2 separate regions of the Rattus norvegicus genome follow, and region 2 is linked to region 1. A link is a contact called in public Hi-C data. All regions are on one chromosome and are shown on one strand. The core of a region is the stretch at or near the end of the contact, and the rest is flanking DNA. Distances in the headings are between cores, read along the strand shown.

The links. A called contact is a pair of places that touch in the nucleus more often than the background predicts.
Region 2: a Hi-C map of liver shows a contact between it and region 1, with 4 times the contacts expected there. The contact joins the promoter of Ddx41 here to the enhancer-like site in region 1. A contact is called at or near these places in 8 of 12 Hi-C or Micro-C datasets (the A7r5 cell line, Schwann cells, hepatocytes and 4 more).

The regions. Positions count from the first base shown.
Region 1 is chr17:9,046,539-9,051,167 of GRCr8, reverse strand. No RefSeq gene overlaps it. Among named protein-coding and RNA genes, the nearest start is that of Tmed9, 9.5 kb to the right of the region's middle. Within about 2 kb of position 2,092, at least 2 of the 93 cell types and tissues checked have an H3K27ac peak or open chromatin away from gene starts, as enhancers often do. A contact at or near this core is called in hepatocytes and liver, where this site is marked.
Region 2 is chr17:9,105,032-9,110,294 of GRCr8, reverse strand. Ddx41 (DEAD-box helicase 41) reads right to left here and starts at 2,125. Exons shown (of 17, transcript NM_001108046.2): 1 at 2,094-2,125; 2 at 1,909-2,019; 3 at 1,480-1,639; 4 at 1,324-1,398; 5 at 1,174-1,234; 6 at 935-1,071; 7 at 232-304; 8 at 1-141. The coding sequence starts at 2,120. It overlaps LOC108348505 (a long non-coding RNA gene), which reads left to right and starts at 2,441. Exons shown (of 3, transcript XR_010059075.1): 1 at 2,441-2,580; 2 at 4,311-4,390.

The DNA.
Region 1 (4,629 bases), core at 843-3,342:
CACTGCACGAAAGATTACCCCCAACAGGCGGCAGCTTCCATGCAGTGGCTCTCAACCTGTGTGTGCGTCGTCACAACCTGATTGGGGTCGCCTAAGCCCATCAGAAAACAGATATTTGCATTATGATTTATGTCAGCAGCAAAATTATAGTCATGAGGTGAAGTGGAAACTTAAGGGTTCTTCGGAAGTCATTTGTGTTGGATGGCGTTTTGCTAAGGCGGACTCGTGAAGGAGAGTTCTCTGGAAGCAGACACAGGTGAAAGGATGTTCTGCTATAAAGCAAGCACGAGAAATGACTTCACTAGCAACAGGCATGTACTGGTCTGCCTTGCGTTGCATAGTTGAACTGCATTCATTGGGACTCCATAGAGAGAAACCGCGCCAAAACACTGCTGGTGGTGTGCTGCCGTTTCTTGCTGCTTTTGCAGACTCAGGCTGATTGGCTGAGTGGTGTCAGCTGAGGCAGACAAGTGGAGGACACGTGATGTTTGGGGGGTTATACACGGGCTGAGCTTGGCTTGATTATAGAGGTGGCCATACAATGCTTGTGGGTCTAGTGTAGCGGATATCCATATGCAGGTGAGGGCTGGCACAAGATAAGGCAAGGCCTGTGGTTGGGCAGTGAAAAAGTAAGGCGGGGACAGAGTTTTTGTAAGGTGGGGGAGAGGAAACAGAAAGAACCACGATGGAGGCAGAGAAGGACGACCCAGATCTGTGTGGCCTTAAACGACCACAGGTAGCTATAAATATTTCCTTCTTTCTTTCTTTCTCTCTTTCTTTCTTTCTTTCTTTTTTTTAAAGATTTTATTTATTTTATGTATGTGAGTACACTGTTGCTGTCTTCAGACACACCAGAAGAGGGCATCGGATCTCTTTACAGATGGCGGTGAGCCACCATGTGGTTGATGGGAATTGAGCTCAGGACCTCTGGAAGAGCAGTCAGTGCTCTTAACCGCTGAGCCATCTCTCCAACCCTGAATATTTCTTAAGGGATGGATTTTTATAGGACAATTTGTCTTATCCAGGTGGGCACTTTATATCATTATCAATTGGTTGTGAGTTTATTATGTAGGCATTTTGTGGATTGAGAATTTAAGATATAAGTCTGATTGCTAAATTACAAGGTTATTGAGTTCTGATTTTAACGGGTAACTGGGAGTTGTGACTATAATCACAGGGGGCGGATGCTGGGAATGTGAGCGGAGTCTGCAGCAAGAGAGTTGCAAGAGGGCGGCTGCTGCAGGGCTCAGGGAGTAGCCAGCCCACCGGAGCTGGCACTAGAGAGGGTTGCCAGAATCTTTTTTTAATATTTACCACAACAGTCTAGTGTCTTCGCTGATCTTCACTTCACTGCGAGAGACACAGTTAAGAACTCCTGATGAGGGCTGGAGAGATGGCTCAGCCGATAAGAGAACAGACTGCTCTTCCAGAGGTCCTGAGTTCAATTCCCAGCAACCACATGGTGGCTCACAACCATCTGTAATGGGATCTGATGCCCTCTTCTGGTGTGTCTGAGGACAACCACAGTGTACTCATATAAAGTAAATAAATAAATCTTAAAAAAAAAAAAAAAAAAAGAACTCCTGATGATCCTGCTGACCTTGGTCCCTCTTCCTAACTCACGCTGAGGCTGAGGCCTGGCTATCTTTGCTAGGTGGTGCCACCGCTGCTGATTCCTGTTTGCTATCCTGGCTCTACCGAACTGGCCTGCTGGTGTATCTGTGAAGTGTTTGGAAATGAATCAGGCTGCCACTGGTGGCCTGGGGAACTGTAATTTCTCCCAAACCTATTTTTTTTTCTTTTTCTTTTTTTCGGAGCTGGGGACCGAACCCAGGGCCTTGCGCTTGCTAGGCAAGCGCTCTACCACTGAACTAAATCCCCAACCCCCCAAACCTATTTTTAATGATGGTTCTTAAATTATGTAACCTCCCTTTTAGCCCACCACCCACCATTAGGTAGTGGGAAAGAAAGGATATGGGAAAAGTGGACCTGTTCAGAGAGGTTCTTTGGAGCAATTCCCAACTGTGTTGTCTGGAAATCGATAGTTCAGTTCACAGGTCAGCAGTGGCAGCTCGATCCACTCGAAAATACCTCACAGATACGCCAGCAGTCCAGTTCAGTCCAGTTCGGCAGAATTGGGTTAGCAACAGCAGTGACACGACCTAGCAGAGACAGCCAGGCCTCAGCCGTAGCATGAGTCAGCAGGAGGGACCAGGGGGAGCACGGGTATTTTGTCTGCAGATTATATAGGCAATTTCTGCCCAGTGCCGCGACAAGCAACCTCACCTGGAGGTAAAGATGCTCAATGTCTTATTTGAACTGTGAGGGAGGCACTGTCAGGAGCAGACGTGTCTCTAGTCAAAATTCCTAATAATAATGAATTGATTAAATGTCAGATTCTGTGGACTTCTGATGTTTTTGAAGACTATCTGTTTATATCAGGTATATCTGAATTGTTAAACCTTGACTACTCTTACCTATTTCTAAGATTTATTTATTTATTATATATAAGTACACTGTAGCTGTCTTCAGACACACCAGAAGAGGGCATCAGATCTCGTTACAGATGGTTGTGAGCCACCATGTGGGTGCTGGGATTTGAACTCAGGACCTCTGGAGGAGCAGTTGGTGCTCTTAAAGACTGAGCCATCTCTCCAGCCCCCTACAAAAAGCTATTTCTAATTGAATAATATTGAAAACACCTTATTATACTTAAATCAGAATCTAATGTAGCTGTGAGTTTGCTCTCTGGCCCTTAACTTGCATCACTTACTCATCCTAGACAGTTTGCAATGGCAGCTACAGAAGGACAGGGTCAAAGCCTTGTATCCTTCAGTGAATTGCATAGGCACAATGCCTATCTAAGAGTAACAATATTAATTTCAAATTTTGTGTCAATATGCAAACTTATACCAATGTGAACCTTATTTCTTTATCAATTTTGGAACCATAGGAAGGAATCCCCACGTGGCTCCGGAAAAATCTGAATATTTCCCTCTATCCTTAGAAACAAATAAATCAAATTTATAAGTTGCTATTCTTTATTTATCTGGTGGCTGGTGGCAGGCAGTTTTTATTGTCTGCTTCTCATTGTCTTCCTCCTAGCTCCTTGCTCTTAGCTCCTAGCTCCTCTCAGGGAACCATCCAGCCTCTCTGCACAGCAGGGGCTCCCAAATCCTTTGCCCCCAGGTCCACCGGCTGAGAGCTGGGCTGAGAGCTGGTCCACCCTCACTCACAGCTCTTACTGCTTACATTCCCAGCGTCTATCTCCTGCTCCCAGCGGTGGCTACTGTCTTGTAACTGTCTGCTGCTGCTCTGTTTACATCTGCGTCCTAATGGTTACGGTATAAACTCCCAACAACCCCCGACAACCCGTTAAAATCAAGACTCAACAAACTAACTCAACAGTCAGATTTACATGTTAAATTCTCAATCCACAATACATCTGCACAATAAACTCACAACCAATTGGTAAGGATATAAACCACCCACCTTGGTAAGATAAATTTGCCTACAGAAATCCATCCCAGCTACCTTGGCAATTCAAGACCAGATTGGGGTCATCCTTCTCCGTCTCTATCTTGATTCTCCTTCGTTCTCCCTCTCCCCTGCCTTACAAAACTTTGTCCCCACCTTATTTTTTACTGCCCAGTCATGGCCTTGACCTAACTGGTGCCAGCCCTCACCTGCATATAGACATCAACCTATAGGCATTTTGGGCTGCCCTGCTTTGACTCCTGCAGGGTTACACGTGAGCACCCGTCCAGAAGCTATCTGGATTCACAAATGGAAGGCAGGCACGCAGGCCAATTAATTTTAAAATCCCTTGGCTAACTCAAAGACTGGGCACTCCTGAACCTTCCCTTGCTACCCCAGACCCAATTGGGAAAGGGGCCAGTGTCCACCCACCCAAATTCTCTCATGGCTGGTTGGCTTTCTCTCCTGCGACTCCTACTCCCATCTTTGAATGGAGGCCTCCCTCCATCCACTGAGTCCTGACTATCCACGCTCCTTTTTCCCACTTCCTAGCCCATGCAAATCGAAAGGCCCTGCACCATCTCCCTTTTGGCTGCTGGCATCTTTATTGGTCGATGAAAAACCAATTGGGGGGAGGGGCTGGAGAGATGGCTCAGCGGTTAAGAGCACTGACTGTTCTTACAGAGGTCCTGAGTTCAATTCCCAGCAACCACATGGTGGCTCACAACCATCTGTAATGGGATCTGATGCCCTCTTCTGTTGCGTCTGAAGACAACTACAGTGTACTCACATACATGAAATGAATAAATCTCAAAAACCAACTGGGGACAAGGACCTTCAGCATGTGGACACGCAGATTCCTAATTAAATCAAAGCATGAAAACCAATCCCCAACACACAAGGAGGGTCCTTTCCTACAGTTTGTAGAATAAGGATCACTACTCAGGAATGTGGACAGCACCCCTAAGCTTGTGTCTCAAGCTTGTGTGCCACTGTCCTTGTGTCTATGATCAGATCCAAGGGAGAACTTCCCTAGGAACATCCACATTAGAAAGCCTGAGTCCCAGGATAGAGAGATGGCTCAGCGGTTAAGAGCACTGACTGCGGGGCTGGGGATTTAGCTCAGTGGTAGAGCGCTTACCTAGGAAGCGC
Region 2 (5,263 bases), core at 876-3,375, 59 kb before region 1:
ATAAGTCCATAAGGCCCTTCCCGCTTGGAGAAAGGCAACCGCTTCTCTTGTTCCAGGCAGAACATGATGACGGGCAGTGTGAATACCAGAGTCTTGCCTGACCCCGTGAAGGCGATGCCAATCATGTCCCGACCAGACAGACTGCCGGGAGAGGACAGCTTCAGGACTGGGCCCAGTTAGATAAATGGGTGCTGCCTCTCTGTTACAGCCACGCCCACAGCCCATACTTACATGGTAGGGATGCCCTGGATCTGAATGGGTGTTGGGTGGAGGATGCCCTTTTTCTTCAGGCCTCGAAGGATAGCTGTGGGAAAGAACAGTTGTTTTACTGGAATCCTGAATCCCACAGAATTAGCTCTTCCTTGTAGGTTATAAGCCATGAAACAGAGGCTGGGGGTCACGAAACAGTGGGTCCAAAGCCCACTGGCTGACTGGGCCTAAGTTCGCACTGAAGCGGCATCGAAGCAGAAGACAGCTGAGACATCTGAAAATAAGTCTAAAGAGACCCTTCCTCTATCGAGGAGTAGTGGGCCGCGCCCATTACCACTGTACCCAGGAGGCACAGGCACTGGGTCTGAGTCTGAGGGAAGCCTGACCATGCCATGTTCTGGGGCAATTAGGACAAGCACTGACAACGCTTTCAAACCTGCATCTCCTCACAGGGCGTGGGGACCATGCCTACAACGCTAGCGTTAGCATTCGGTAGGGAGGATGCAGGACGACTGTTTTGAATCTGAGGTCGGCCTGGGCTGCAGAAAGAGATCCTGTCTCAAAAGAGCTTCTCCCTCCCAACTAAGTGCCACCAACAACCACAGGGGGACATCCTCTATCCAACTCTGCATTCCCATTGCTGAGCGTAGGGAGCAGGCACTGGGACACACTGTCCCAGAGAGAAGATGGTAAACCGGCTCAGTGCCTCCCTCTCCTCAGGTACCTGCAGGGAGCTTCATTTCCTTGAAGCTCTTGATGGGTGGCGGGATACCGTCTCCCTCCACCAGGATGTGGTACTTCTTCCGAACACGCTCGTGCCGCTCTTCTGACATGCTCAGGACATAGCGCGGGGGTGTCCAACTGCGGGTAGGCAGTGGGCAGGAGGGGTCAACACAGTACAGTACAGTTGGGCCCCACCGCCAGTCTTAGCCGCATCCGCATACACTGACTGAAAAGGCATACCTAGTTTTGATTGGATCGTCGTAGGTAATGCCTTTGGCCATTTCCTTCACTGACATCAAGGCTGAGGAGACAGACATAGCTCAATGAGGTTCCTGCCTCTCAAAGGAGACCCCTTGGGACACAACCTGTCTGCACCAACTATAATGGTACCTCGGCCTTCAGCCACACTCTCCAGAATCTTTTCTTCTTCCTTCAGTTGCTTTTCCTTGGCGGACTCCTTGCGTGCTGAGAAAGAAAGCCGAAGATGTCAGAGAACCAGGAGCATTGTGTCCTAGGCTCAACCTCTCTCCTTCCTGCTCTGCCCACCTTCAGCCTTCTCTTTGAGGTGCTGGTGCTGATCCAGGAGGCTGACATTGGACTGAGGACCCAGCGGGATGTCGTCCTCATCTCCTCGGGGCTCACTGCCACTGTCCTGCTGCTCTTCCTCTGCAGCTCCCTTGCGTCTTCGCTGCAGCAGCTTCTGGAGCTGAGGTTCCACCAGTGTCCCTCAGAGTCAAGCCCAAGACCCGGTAGGTGGTGGGGCACAGCACCGGGGAGGGTCGGAACCTAGGCTGCTGGCTTTTTCCGGGAAGGGGGTCGTGTGCACTGGGCGCACGTCTGTCCGGAACTCAGGTTCACTAGTCCCTGGTTTTCCTCAGAACCACGTCCCAAGGGTACTGCTACCGCCCCCCATATCCCCCCTCCCGCGGACGGCCGGGGACCTGTCGCCGTTGCACCTGGGATGAGGCCCCTCACCAGAAGCTGCCGGCGCTGCCGCAACGGCACGTAGGGCACGTAGTCCTCGTCGTCCTCATCTTCGTCCTCGGAGCGGCTCCCACCCGCAGTCGCCTCGTTCGTGCGAGCCCGCTGCGGAGACCCGAGTCAACTGCGGCCCCTCCCCCTACCCGCAACCCCTCGCGTGGACCCAACCTCAGTCCCACCTTCCGCTCGGGTTCCGACTCCTCCATCGTAGGCCGCACACATGCGCAGTGCCAGGGCTGAAAAAACCACGCCTCATCTGAGCTCCAATCGGCATGGAAAAAACGGCTGTCGTCGCCTAGCAACGCCGTGAGCGCCGGATCGCGAACTGGGACAATCTTCTTCTAGCGCGTAGGCGGGCGAGTGGCAGAGCTGATTGAAAGAGTCTAGCGAAGCCTTGTGGGTAGCGGGAACGTTTGAGACATGCGCAGAAGATTCAAGTCCTGGTTTAAAGGAGGAATCTGTTGGAATACCCTCCGCCGCACCCCACCTCTCAGCAAGACGTTCTTCCCCGCACTCTCCGGGGAGCGCTGCGCCCTCTGGCGACCAGGAGTCCCAGCCCTGCATGCGAGTTCCTCGTGGGCGGTGCTCGCAGAATGATGCCTCGTCTGCGTGAAGTAACACGACGGGACGGATGTAAAATAATGGCCAAGGTGTTTTTTAACCTTGGTAAATGATATAAATCTCAGATTGACTGCCTGGGAAGCTAGAGATAGCACAGAGGAGACGTTGGATCTGGGTTTACAGAGAAAGTGGAGAAGTCACCATCAGGAGAGCCGGAAAGGGGCTTAGGGTAGACAGTAAATACACAAATTCCTTAGGGCATAGAGATCTCAGGGGTTGGTGTGAGGTTGAGAGAAAAGGACACCGGGCCCAGGTTGTCCAACTTTAAGGAGTAAAGACAGAGCTAGTGCTGGCTGCCTCTTCTCAAGTCTTTATCTGTAATGGGAGTGCTGATCACCCTGTAGTGCCAAAGAGAACTCACTTGTCTGGAGATTGGGAGAAATATAAGGATTCTTTTTTTTTTTTCCCCTAAGAGAGGGTCTTGACATGCAGCCAAGCCTGGCTTCAAACTTGTGGCGATCCTCCTGCTTAAGCCTCATGAGTGCTGGGATTGTGTATACCATAATACTAGCATGAAATCATCACAAAGGTGGTGCAAATCGATTTTCGTGATATTCATAGCAAGCGGCCTCTCTTGTAGGATGTGAAGAAGCAATAAGTAAAAGAAAAAAAACTAACAAAAGCCAGGTGGTTGCATGAACCTTTAATCCCAGCAGGCAGATCTGAGTTTGAAGCCAGCCAGGGCTACATAGTAAGAACTCACCTTAAGGTAAACAACCCCCTGGAATTCATAATGGCAGTTACTCTGTTGTGGGGCGGGGAATGTCAAGAGACATAGGGGCACCAGGTCTAAACTTGACCAGACTTTTACTTTTGCCACAACTGGAATTTTTTTTTAAAGATTTATTCATTTATTATATCTAAGTACACTGTAGCTGTCTTCAGATACACCAGAAGAGGGCATCGGATCCCATTACAGATGGCTGTGAGCCACCATGTGGTTGCTGGGAATAGAACTCAGGACCTCTGGAAGAGCAGTCGGTGCTCTTAACCGCTGAGCCATCTCTCCAGCCCCACAACTGGAATTTTTAGATAGTTGCTTCAAGTGTGAAAAACAAAGCTATGCGATAGAGAAAAGGCTTCATCTACTTTCCTCTCCCTGAGGACTGAACAGGCTGAGAAACAGGAACTGTGAGCCTGTGATCCGGCTCCTGCTCCCTTTCTTTAGAAGGAAACTGTCACCCAGTCCTATGGGGAAGGGGGTTGGGGGAGGAGAGGAAGGGGCAGGTTCTAGCCACTTGTGTAGGGAGGCCACTTTAACAAAAGGCAGCGCACACCTCTCTAGACACTTCATTGCCAGCAGAAACTTGGTTAAGAATGGCATTTAGCAGGGGCTGGGGATTTAGCTCAGTGGTAGAGCGCTTACCTAGGAAGCGCAAGGCCCTGGGTTCGGTCCCCAGCTCCGGAAAAAAAAGAACAAAAAAAAAAAAAAAAAAAAAAAAAGAATGGCATTTAGCGGGGCTGGAGAGCCCACCTGGTTTAGAGCATTTGTTCTTGCAGAAGACCCACATTGGGTTCTCAGCACCCACGTGGTGAATCATGAACATCTGTAATTCCAGTTCTGTAGAATCCAATGCTCTCTTCTGACCTTGGACACCAGGCTTATGGTGTGAGCAAAAACACTCATGCATAAAATAGATCTTTAAAAAGAAAAAGACTTTTTGGACATAGTATATGTAAGACATTTTTAGTAAATCTACTACATTAAACAGGATTTGGGAAGAGGAAGTGGATTCCTTGGCTTTACAGATGTTGATTACGGGTTTTGTTTTCAGATCTACAAATGGCCACATATTCCTTCCCACTCGACAATCAGATTTAATTCATCAAAGGTGTTTGCTCTTAACTGCTCCAGGTATGTTGGTATGGTGTGGGTGGCTCTCAACTGGCTAGAGCTACAGGTGCATGGCTGTAAAGGCCTCAGGGCCTTCCCTAGACCTGGTTTCATACATATGTAGAAGACTATATTCAACCTGCATCCACACGGTCATCTTGCAAAGGGGAAAACTAAGTGTAGGGACTAATCTTGGTTGCCAACTTAATTAGACACACCGCTGGGTGAACCTGTAAGGTCATTTCCCGGAAGGACTAACTAAAGGGTGAAGACACTCCCCCAGAACAGGCCTGTCCTTTCCTCAGTGGTTGTTGTTTTTGCCTGCCTGTTTTCAGTCATACCTCGTGGTGGATGCATCTACTCTGCTGCTGCTACTGCTGCTGACATCAGAGCTTAGCCTCTCCAGTCGTTCAATGTGGACTAAAGATTAGGGACTCTCGGGGGCTGGAGAGATGGCTCAGTGGTTAAGAGCACTGACTGCTCTTCCAGAGGTCCTGAGTTCAAATCCCAGCAACCATATGGTGGCTCACACCCATCTGTAATGGGATCCAATGCCCTCTTCTGGTGTGTCTGAAGACAGCGACAGTGTGCTCATATTCATTACATAAATAAATATTAAAAAAAAAAATTAGGGACTCTCTTGAGAGCAGTTAAGAGCACTGTGCTCTTCCAGAGGACCCAGGTTCAATTCTCAGCAACCACATGGTGGCTCATAACCATTTGTAACTCCAGTCCGAGGGGATTCAATGTCCCTCTCTAGTCTCCACAGGCAGTGTACACATGTAGTGCATACATATAAATGCAGACAAAACACCCATTCACATACATAAAAATAAAAAAGTAAAAAAATGAAAGATAGATCAATGGCTCTCCAGAAGTTGTCCAGCCCTTCAG